Linked DNA regions of Mus musculus: region 1 is linked to region 2. Evidence: chromatin contacts called from public promoter capture Hi-C data. All regions are on one chromosome and are shown on one strand. The core of a region is the stretch at or near the end of the contact, and the rest is flanking DNA. Distances in the headings are between cores, read along the strand shown.

Region 1 (5,051 bases), core at 10-2,509, 510 kb before region 2:
AAATTTCAATTACCAAATGGCAGGCAACAGTCCCTTCTCTCTCCTTTCCAGAGCTACTGATATCGTTAAAATGCTAATTTTTCAGCAATCGCGGGCTGGTCTGTAAATATAGCCCTTGGTTTAGATCCTGCACGAGGAAACAGCATCCAAAAGGAGAAGGGAGGGAAAAGTTAGAAAAGACCGATTGACAATTAGACCAGGCAGGGTCTTATTGTATCTCAAACTTGTTTTTGTTTGGTGATTGTTCTGAAACGCGAAGTTACTGGATTCGAAGCCGGGTTTTGTGCAGGCGTCGTCTCTCTTCCCACTCTGGGGTGGAGGTCTCACAATAGCGCCTAATAAAGGAGGCACATTTAGCTCTCCTCAGCACCTCCATCAACTGCAATATAGGAAGGTTCCAAGTCTTTAAATGAAAAAATAATGTACAAATTCTGCGTCTGAAAGAAAAAAAGTAAAAATAAGTATCCACGAGGTTTTAGTGGATCGCCCTCGCTTGCTGTACTTCCTTGACCCGCTTGTTCAGCGGCCCTTCTACCCATCCTCCCTGTGCAGCTCCAGCCCTGGCTTCGCAAAGCAGGGACTCCCTAACAGCCGGGTGGATGTGTAGGGCGTGGACAAAGAATCAAAGGGCGAGAAAAATGGGTCCGTAGGCCTCCTTCGTTTTATTCCAGAGCTAGGATAAAAAGCCAGGGTCTGCCTCTTGGTCCCAGTGCCCTTCCCTCTCCTGGAGGGCCTCGAACCCTCGGAGGACCACCCGAAGCCTGGTTGGACTGGAGATCGGCGCTGAGTCGTGGCGACCAGCTGCCCAGAGGCCTAGGACAGACGTGGGCAGGAACAGGGCTCGAAAGGACCCGCAGTCTAACAGGCCCCAACTTCTCAGCCGGAACCCAAGTTGGGGGGCCCGAGGAACCCAAGCTCGCTTCTCCCACCCTGAAGGCTAGCAGCATCCATCACGCATCCCCCGCGCGTTTCCTGATCCGGGTCCGCGCGCGCGGATTTCCCATTGGCCGGATCGCAGCACGTGGGGCGCGGGGGCGGGGCGCGCAGGGCCACGGGGAGCGCGCGCGGGCGGGGGAGGAGCGGCGCGGACTTCGGCGGCGGCGACGGCGGGAGGGGGAGGGGCAGTCGTTTGACAGCGGGGGGAGGGGCGGGCGCCGGGGCCGGGGGGGGGGGGGGGGGGGGATGGGAAGCGCGGCGAGAGGGGGAGGGGCCTCGGCGAGCGCAGAAAAACGACACCGCGAGAAAAATTAGTATTTTTGCACTTCACAAATTAATGACCATGAGCTCGTTTTTGATAAACTCCAACTACATCGAGCCCAAGTTCCCTCCTTTCGAGGAGTTCGCCCCGCACGGTGGCCCGGGCGGTGGGGACGGCGCCGTGGGCGGGGGTCCCGGCTACCCGCGGCCCCAGAGCGCCCCGCACCTGCCGGCCCCGAACCCGCACGCGGCCCGCCAGCCCCCCGCTTACTACGCGCCGCGGGCGCGCGAGCCCAGCTACCCCGGGGGCCTGTACCCCGCGCCCGCCGCCGCCTGTCCCTACGCCTGCCGCGGGGCCAGCCCCGCGCGACCCGAGCAGTCCCCGGCCCCCGGCGCGCACCCCAGCCCGGCCCCGCAGCCCCCCGCGCCCCCTCGGCACTGCGCTCCCGGCCCCACCACCCCGGCTGTCGCGACGGGGGGCAGCGCCCCCGCGTGCCCGCTGCTGCTGGCGGACCAGGGCCCGGCGGGCCCGAAGGGCAAGGAGCCGGTGGTGTACCCCTGGATGAAGAAGATCCACGTGAGCGCCGGTATGTGGCGCCGCCGGGAGGGCAGCGGGCGTGGGGGCGCGGGGCAGGGCGCGGGAGGGGACCCCCATCTGGCCGGCGCTTTGGCTGTGGGTGTGTGCGCGCCGCCCGCAGCCTGGTCCTAACGTGAGAACCCTTTTGTACCCAGGGTCCCTTTATCCTGAGATTTACGAGACGCCAAACTGTTAGGGCAGTAATTATAGCCCCCATAAATTTAATTGCCCTGGCAGAGGCTCCCGGCCATGTGTCTTTGAAGCTTTTCTTCAGCCCCAAAGCCCAGCACCATTCTTTATGGCTCTCGGGTGTTTCCCGTTGTCAATAGCCTGTGAAACATTTTCTTTGCCTTTTTATGTATCTTGTGTGAACTTGGTGTCAGGTTATTATATAATGATGATGTCCGATTGCTCTTCCCCACCCTATCTCCTCTCTCCTCCCCTCCTCCTCTTCTACTTCTTCCTCTTTGGCCTTCTCTTTCGGGGTTCTGGTGTTCAGTCAACTCCAGTTATAACGGAGGCGAACCTAAGCGCTCTCGAACCGCCTATACCCGGCAGCAAGTCTTGGAACTGGAGAAGGAATTCCACTTTAACCGCTACCTGACCCGGCGGCGCCGCATCGAGATCGCCCACACGCTCTGCTTGTCGGAGCGCCAGGTCAAGATCTGGTTTCAGAACCGGAGAATGAAGTGGAAGAAAGACCACAAACTTCCCAACACCAAGATGCGATCTTCCAACACTGCCTCGGCCCCTGCCGGCCCGCCTGGGAAAGCACAAACTCACAGCCCACACCCCCATCCCCACCCTCTCCCTGGTGCTTCCACACCCATTCCCTCCTCCATATAATCTAGAGACCTGGATCAGTTTCTCTCACTTATGTGCCCTACTCATCTCCTGCTCCTGTCCTCATCTGCTCTTCCCTAAGTAAACCCGAGACACCAAAACAAAATCCAACTTGCTGGAAACCATAACCAAAAAGAAGACATTATCCCTGGTTGGTGTGACCCCTCCAAGAGGACGTCTGTCCTCGTCCTCGTTACTGCTTAGTGGAACAACCTGCTGACCTGGACAACTTTGCCAGGATTGGACACCTGTAAGAAAGCACTGGCCATCGACTACCTTTGAGTCAGCCAGACAGCACGTGCTGACTGGGGACATGTACTTGTATGCAGAAGAAGCAGGCCGGTTCCCAGCTTCCCAGCTTTCTAACCTTCCTTCCTCTTCTGCGTTAAGGCAGCTCACATGAGCTTTACTGAGTAGACTTTGTGGACCTCACCAGATTATTTAATTTTCAAAGTGTGTAGACCTTGATGGTAGGTGTGGCATGTAGTTTCCTCTCCTTGCATTTATTTAAGATACTGTTAGAGAGATATTGTTGTCTTATACTGGGGCACAGCGTTGGGGAGAGGGAAATGCATTTAGACTCACTTACAACTGTACAGAGAGATATGGTTGTATAAAGAGGAATGTGCTAAGAATAAACTTCAGTTTATAAGACATTAAAAACCTAAGAGACAGATTTGTGTGTGTTCTAAGCTTAAAAACCAAACCAAACCAAACTACCCCAAGCCTCCTCTTGGTTGAGATACTTGACCTAGTGCGCAGAAGCCTTGTAGACAGGGTGAGCTGGGGTCACATTCTAAGCACACTCACAATGTGTGTGTGTGTGTGTGTGTGTGTGTTTAACTTGGTCTGAATTCTTGCCAAGCTTGACCCACTGTGGAAGTGTTCCAAAAAGCGGGAAGGCTCTTGAGCCCTGAGAGGGCTCCTCTTCTTCCCAAACTTGGCCAGGCTTTCAGGCTTCAAGTCTCTGTAAGGCATAGAACCGTGTGTGTCCCTGCAGTGAAAGGTGAGACCTTGCAGAGCAGAGGCCTGGAGCTTCTGCAGCTGTTCTGTAGGCTGAACTCTGAGCACACTTGGAAACAGGCATTCCCTTGGCGTTTGCTGCACCTTCACACTTCATCTGCCTGTTTCCCTGGAGATAAAAAATAGTTTATGCAAAGGGTTGCGCTTGCCTTTTGGTTTTTGGCTGGTCTTAAGGTCTTTGCGCTGAGCACAGCTTGGGAATTTTTTGTTTGCTTCTCTGAGAAGAGCTTATAGAGTAAAGTGAACTTTCCCACCACACTCTCCAAAGCACCCTAGGAGGAAATCAGAAGCGTAATGATACCCTAAAATGCACCCTACCCCTACACAAGGTAGGTCTGGAAGAATTCACTGTTGGAAGGAAGCCAGACTAATCTGGGCCACTTTCCTCAAATGCTCTGTGGTGTTACTGTGCACTCCCAGAGAGCCAGATCTTTGAAAACATGAAAACTCATCTCTCAATCTCTGTAACTCTAGTATTTGTGCAATGGTTGAAATTTGATGCTCAGGCATCACACACACACACACACACACACACACACACACACACACACACACTGAATATGTACCTGGCCTTGAAACAGAGCAGTTTGGGGGATTTTATAGTAAATGTGAGAGAGAGAGAGAGAGAGAGAGAGAGAGAGAGAGAGAGAGAGAGAGAGAGAGAGAGAGAGAATGTTTATCTAACTCTGTAATGTTAGAAGAGATTTAAAACCATTTTCATTAGTGGGACAAGCTCAGCCACCCATGCTTCAGACCAGGGAAATTTTTCTCTACCCATAGATAATCCAGTTTTTAGAAAGAAGCAATGGGCTCTAGTCTCTGAGAGGCCAAGAAAATTCATGGGGAAGGAGTACACACCCCTTCCCAAGCCAGGAAGGACCAGGCATAAAGTGTGCTTTGTAAGGTGTGAACAGGAGCTAAGCATTTCTGGAGGCAATGTAGCTGCTGCTACAACTTATTAGCCCCCCCCCCACACACACACACTACATGCACTTGTAAAGCAAAATTAAATCACACTGAAAATAGCAATTTCCCCGGGAATCATTAATCACCTCATACAATAAATACTTCTTTGTAATTCAACAGCAATTCTGAAAGGCATTCTCTGGGAAAAGTCTTTGGAGGAGGGGGGGGGATAATGTAAATAATGCTTTCTCTCAGGCAAATAGGCAACATTTTGGATATGTGTGTGTGTGTGTGTGTGTGTGTGTGTGTGTGTGTGTGTATCACTCAGTGGAAATTGAGTATCAAGCCACAAAACCTCAATATTTTTTCAACTCAGATTTTCATCACATAAGGTAAATTCTTATATTTCTCCTCAGTGGGGAAGGACGGATCTGAAAGGCTTCCTGGAGATCATGGTAGGTAGGACATCTTTCATTTGTGCATTCAGAAAAGGAAGAGAGAGTCA
Region 2 (5,437 bases), core at 2,907-5,406:
AGTGTGTGTGTCTGTGTGAGTGTGTGAGAGTGTGTGTGTGTGTTATTTCTAAATGCATAAGTGTACCTGCTTAGTCTGTATAATATAACTTATAAGTGTGTATCAGGGCTGACCATTCGGTATTGGACAGTCATTTGGTGGGCTCTCCGCTGGGGAAGGCATTTTCTGTTTTTAATATTTCTTGGTTGTGTACAGTTCTTTGTGTAGGCTTGGGGCCTCCTAGACCTTCGCTTACCCACTTGAGCTTGTCTACTGTTGTCTTTGTTCAGCTCATGTTAGTGAGACTTTATGAATACAGCTTCTGACATTCATGGAAGGCACAAATTCTGACTCTCACAGTCTTTCTGCCCCTTCCTCTGCAACAATCCTTGAGCCGTAAGTACAGAAGTTGTGTCATAGATGTATCCATTGGAACCGGGCTCCACAACTCTGCATTTTGATTGGTTGTGGTGCTCTATTGCAAAGAGAAGGTTCCTTGCTGCCGGAGGAGGACGTGCAGGTATAAACACAAGTATTTAGAATGTACATGGGGATGATGCTGGTTTAGTAGAGTGATTGTAGGTTCTCCTTCAAGACCCATGGTTTCTCTGGCCCTGGGTAATTGGCTAGGTTTCTAGTTCTAGGCATAACTTTCCTCTTGAGGGGGGTCTTAAAATCCAATTAGAGATCTGCTGGTTGCAGCCAAGGTATGCATGCCACTGCTGACCTTTAGGGCTAGCGTGTCATACTGATTGTTACTGTGGTTCATCGATGTCATGAACTGGGTAGAACTGTTGGTTGCTTCCCTCCTTTGGAACCTTGCCTGGCACCTTCTGTTTAAGACAGTGTGAAAAGTCTAAAGGCCAGGCCCTCTTTGAATGCAAGGCTACCACTAGTGTTTCCTCACAGAATCGGATTCAAACTTCAGGTATCATACAGATGCTATCCAAAGCTTTCGGGAGTAACCAACCAATATCTGATTTGATGGGCCCCATCCGTGAGTTGGAACCCATATCTTACACAGCTTGGGTGACCAAGAACATGAGACTAGATAGGCCAAGGTCACAGGCGAAAACCAATACTACTGTTCTGCTCGTAAATGACTCCTAACTATAATGACATGGTTCCTATTAATGTCCTGATACAGTGTTAGATCAATGCCCTGCTCCACCATCATCAGCAAAGCTTCCTCCTGGAAAAGATGGGAACAAATGCAGAGACTCACAACTGCAAAATGTGCAGAAAGTGAAAGACGTTGGAACACTCAGTCCTAAATGAGATGTCTCCATCAAATTCCTCCCCTCAGGGCTCAGGGAACTCTGCAAAAGAGGAAGCAGAAAGAGTATAGCAACCAGAAGGGATAGAAGCTACCAAGAAAACGAGGCCTCTAAATCAACAGGACCAGCACAGATATGAACTCACAGAGACTGAAACAGCGTGCACAGGGCCTACAGGGTTTACACCAGTTGGGTTCAGTTCAGTTGGGGTCTGCGCTGAGGGAAGAAGTAGACACACGCCACTATTTCTCATCCTGATGCTGTCTCCAATTGATAACCACTTGCAAATGAGTATTTAGCGTTCTCCAAGGGAGAAACAAACTGGGGAAACAAATTACTCTTACGGGCAGGCTGCATGCCCAGCAGCCCAACAGTGGCTACCAGCAGAGAAGGAGCTCAGAGGCATCCTTGGGTTCCTTGTCTCATAATGTCCTGTTTGAGTGTGTGTGTGTGTGTGTGTGTGTGTGTGTGTGTGTTTCTTACTTTTGTTTTTATTTTATTTATCTATATTTCAATTTTTTTTTCTTTTTTCTTTTTCCCTAAAAGTCCTTTGTGTTTATTTAATGGCTTCCAGTTTAATGTTTTTATGGTATTCCTGATTGTGCGAATGAATCTTTATGGGCTTCTTGAGCCTTTTTGTTTTTTCTTTCTTTCTTCTTCTTCTTATTCTTCCTCTTCTACTTCTTCTCCTTCTCCTTCTCCTTCTCCTTCTCCTTCTCCTTCTCCTTCTCCTTCTCCTTCTCCTTCTCCTTCTCCTTCTTCTTCTTCTTCTTCTTCTTCTTCTTCTTCTTCTTCTTCTTCTTCGCTCTTTTCCTTCTGTTTATTTTGTCCTATTATAATGTGTTAGTATTTTTTATCTTACTATAGCTTATTTTATTTTATTATTATTATTCCTTAGAAGCCTGCCTTTTCTTGTTTTTTGTTTGTTTGTTTGTTTGTTTGTTTGGTTGGTTGGTTGGTTGGTTGGTTGGTTGGTTTTATTTTGTTTTGTTTTTCCTGATAAGAACGGGAAGGGAGTGGATCTGGTGGAAGAGAGTTGAGGAGCAAGTAAGAGAAGCAGAGGAAGGGAATGTGTAATCATGATATATTGTGTGAGGGAAAAAATCTATTTTCAATAAAAGGAAAAAAATCTGAGGAGCCTGTCACACCGCAGCTTCCCACCGACACTGGTTGTAGTCTGTCAGCCTGTGGCTTCTTACTGACACTGGCTGTTTTCACACAAATGCTTAATTGAAAGGATTCAAGCCCATCATCTTTGACCAGGAGCTCCTGATATTCATGTATGCCCCTAAGTCAATGCGAAGCTTCTCTTGCAGCTGCCTGCTTTCAGATATGTGGCTCTGGGCACCATCCCCAGGGAGGAGGGCTGGAAAAAAGTTGGTTTGGCTTGTTCTGTTTTCTGTGTATGTGGCTTTGCTTGCACCTATGCGTGGGTATCGTGTATGTGCTGGTGGAGGTAAGGAAAGGAAGTCAGATCCACTAGACTTGGAGTTACAGACAGTTGTGTGCTACCATGAGGGTGCTGGGAACCCACCCTGGGTTCTCTGGAAGAATATGGGATGTTCTTAGCTACTGAGCCATCCATCTCTCAAGCCCTCACTCCAGGAGCAATGTTTAAAGCACATTGTCTGGACCCTTTTGGGCAAGCAGTGTGCAACTGAGAGTACTAGAGACTGGAATAGGACTCCAAATAGTCCAGGGATGCACGGGTCCTGACTTATGCCGGGAACTAACGCATCAGGGTTTCCCCAAGATCCTTTATGTGGACGTAGAGTAAGAGATACATTTTGGGTGTTTTGTTTGGTTGGTTTTGGTGTATGAATTTGTTCTGAAGATCAGGCCCGTTTCTAACTCACAGAGATCCACCTGCTTCTGCCTCCCGGAGCACTGGAACTAATGGCATACAGTCACCTTTTGGCAAGAGAAACATTTTGTATTGTGAGCCAGGGCAAGAGTATCTGTTCTGAGATGTCCATCGAGGGCACATTCCAGAACCCTATATACGCAAAACCTGTAGGTAGTCAGGTTCCCTATGCAAAAGGTGTCATGCATTTTCCTATGGCCTGCACGCATCCTATCTTGTACTCTAAATCATCTCTAGGTTACTTACATCTACTGTAAGATAAATGCTGCATAAAATGTGCTGTTATACTGGATTGATGGGAAATAATAAGAAAAAGTTGTACATGTTTGGTATACATGTTTTCTTTGATCACTGGCTGGTTGAATCCAGGGGTGGGAAACTCGTCTACAACCGGACAGAGACAGAAGCAGGCGACTGAGATCTGCTCCTGAGATCACAGTTTTATACAGACTAGAGACTGTGGTTATTTATAGAAAGAACAAATTCAAGAAAGACCCTAGTAAAGAGAACTCCAGGTCACCAAGCACAGTGTTCTCTCATGTTCCTTGGGCTGCGCCGTTCTTTATTTCTCTGAAAAATACCAAGTTACTATGTAGGTGTGGTAATGGGTGTCTATAAGCACAACTACCCAGAGGCTAGTGTAAAAGAGCCCAGCTGAGACCATCCTCTACAACACACTGAGAACTTATCTCCACACACACAACTGCAGACAAAAAGATAGATCAGTGGGTAAAGGCTGAGCCACTGAGCCTGACCAGGAGTTAAACTGCAGGACCCACATGGTCACAAGGAGAAACCGACTGCCCGAAATCCTTCTCTGGCCTCCACATAAGTTCCCGGCACTCAAGTGCCCCTGCTCCCGCCCCCACACACAACATAAATAAAAACTAACCAGTTGCAAACCACTAACATGACACACCAACCCTGTGAAACTTCAGCTTGGAAATCTCTCAACCAGGAGGCCCTAATTGCTGTGTGCTGAGAGGACTTTTATGCACAAGTTGGTACAAGTTGTTGGAAGTTATTAAAACCTGTCAAGTAGGACAGAGACTTGGAGACACTGAGCACAAACAGACAAGCACTAGGGAGTAACCAGGTCAGACAGAGGAGGACCATGGAGTGGGGTGAGGCCATCACAGAGCAGTGGGGAACTCAGTGCTGGCCTGGGGTGAGGGCTTTGCTCCCTGGTCCAGAGCTAACACTCTGGTCCTGGCTTCAGGGTGCACACACACCCTGCCTCACTATCCCTTCCTACAAAACTATTCTTCAGACCCAGGGAGAGTTTGTGGCTGAGTCCAAGCCCTTGGGCAATCACTTTGCTCCACTTTCAAGCAGATTGAGAGGAAAGTGGGAGAAGACGGGGTTGTTTAAGGAGCTGTGGAAATCACGGAGTAGCTTGGTAAATGAAAAATCCACTCAGATCCACAAGGAGCACAAAAGTGAGGAATTAAACAACTCTGTAAATAAAGGGATCATTACTCGCGATGCATTAGCACACACTTAAGACCTATTGGAAACTTCCCCTTTTCGAGATAAATGAAGGACAGCAGCAGCTCATTTCCCAGGCTGAATGGGCAGAGCTGGAGGCATGAGGCAGCCGGGGCTGGTGTAGGTGGCATGCCTAGGGACTCAAGAGGGGACCGAGGGCTATTTCTGCTTTTGTAAAGACGGGAGTCTCAGCCTGCCTTTCTTAGCACTGGGAGGTGCACAGAGCACACCTGATAATGGTGGGAGGGAAGTTCTACACCACAGCATTTACCCCCCCAAGCTCCCTCATCCTTCACCAAATAAGCATAATTGCTCCATGGTTAAGAGGTGCTGGGAACAGAGGCACCGCTGGTAATTGCCTAATGGGCAGGAGAAATGAGGTGTGTGTGGGACACATCGGCCTGGAGAAGGCACTAGCCACGAGTTTATTAACATTGAAAATTAAAATAAGCTTGGTCCCAGCCAGGCAGTCTTGGCTGAAATGAATCCCATTATGCCTCTAATAACTGTGTGGGGCTCAATTTGATGCCACCCAGGGGGTAGAGAGGCCTCCATACGGTGACCTCCCCGCCAGCTGTAGGATGTTGGAAGATTCCCTGCACCAGCAACTCTCCTGGAGGAAATACCAACACCCAGCCTGCCTTGCAGGCCTTCAGCTCCCATTAAACCCATGCAACATTGGAAGAGCTGCAGAGGGGAGGCTGGGGAGAATCACAGGTTGTTCTGACCTGGGTCCATTTTGTAAATAACGGGATTTGCAAATGTGCATTGCCAGGACCATAGGACAGAAGTTGGGGCCTGCCTGAGGACAGACTACTAGTCCTGCCTT

The links. Promoter capture Hi-C pulls out the DNA fragments that hold promoters and counts their contacts.
Region 1: a contact with region 2 is called in a promoter capture Hi-C map of the C10 cell line, with 3 times the contacts expected there. The contact joins the promoter of Hoxa4 here to the enhancer-like site in region 2. A contact is called at or near these places in 5 of 39 promoter capture datasets (the C10 cell line, embryonic stem cells, hippocampal neurons and 1 more), 4 of 115 datasets of contacts at active chromatin or transcription factors (differentiating embryonic stem cells, neural tube, pancreatic cancer cells and 1 more) and 1 of 9 other capture datasets (embryonic stem cells).

What each region holds. Positions count from the first base shown.
Region 1 is chr6:52,187,911-52,192,961 of GRCm38.p6, reverse strand. It overlaps Hoxa4 (homeobox A4), which reads left to right and starts at 1,259. Exons shown (of 2, transcript NM_008265.4): 1 at 1,259-1,784; 2 at 2,274-3,280. The coding sequence starts at 1,274. The coding sequence ends at 2,620. All of the region lies in intron 2 of Hoxa3 (homeobox A3), which reads left to right. LOC115490409 (a long non-coding RNA gene) reads right to left here. Exons shown (of 2, transcript NR_168044.1): 2 at 1-437.
Region 2 is chr6:51,685,135-51,690,571 of GRCm38.p6, reverse strand. No RefSeq gene overlaps it. Among named protein-coding and RNA genes, the nearest start is that of Gm38811, 23 kb to the left of the region's middle. Within about 2 kb of position 4,156, at least 9 of the 459 cell types and tissues checked have an H3K27ac peak or open chromatin away from gene starts, as enhancers often do.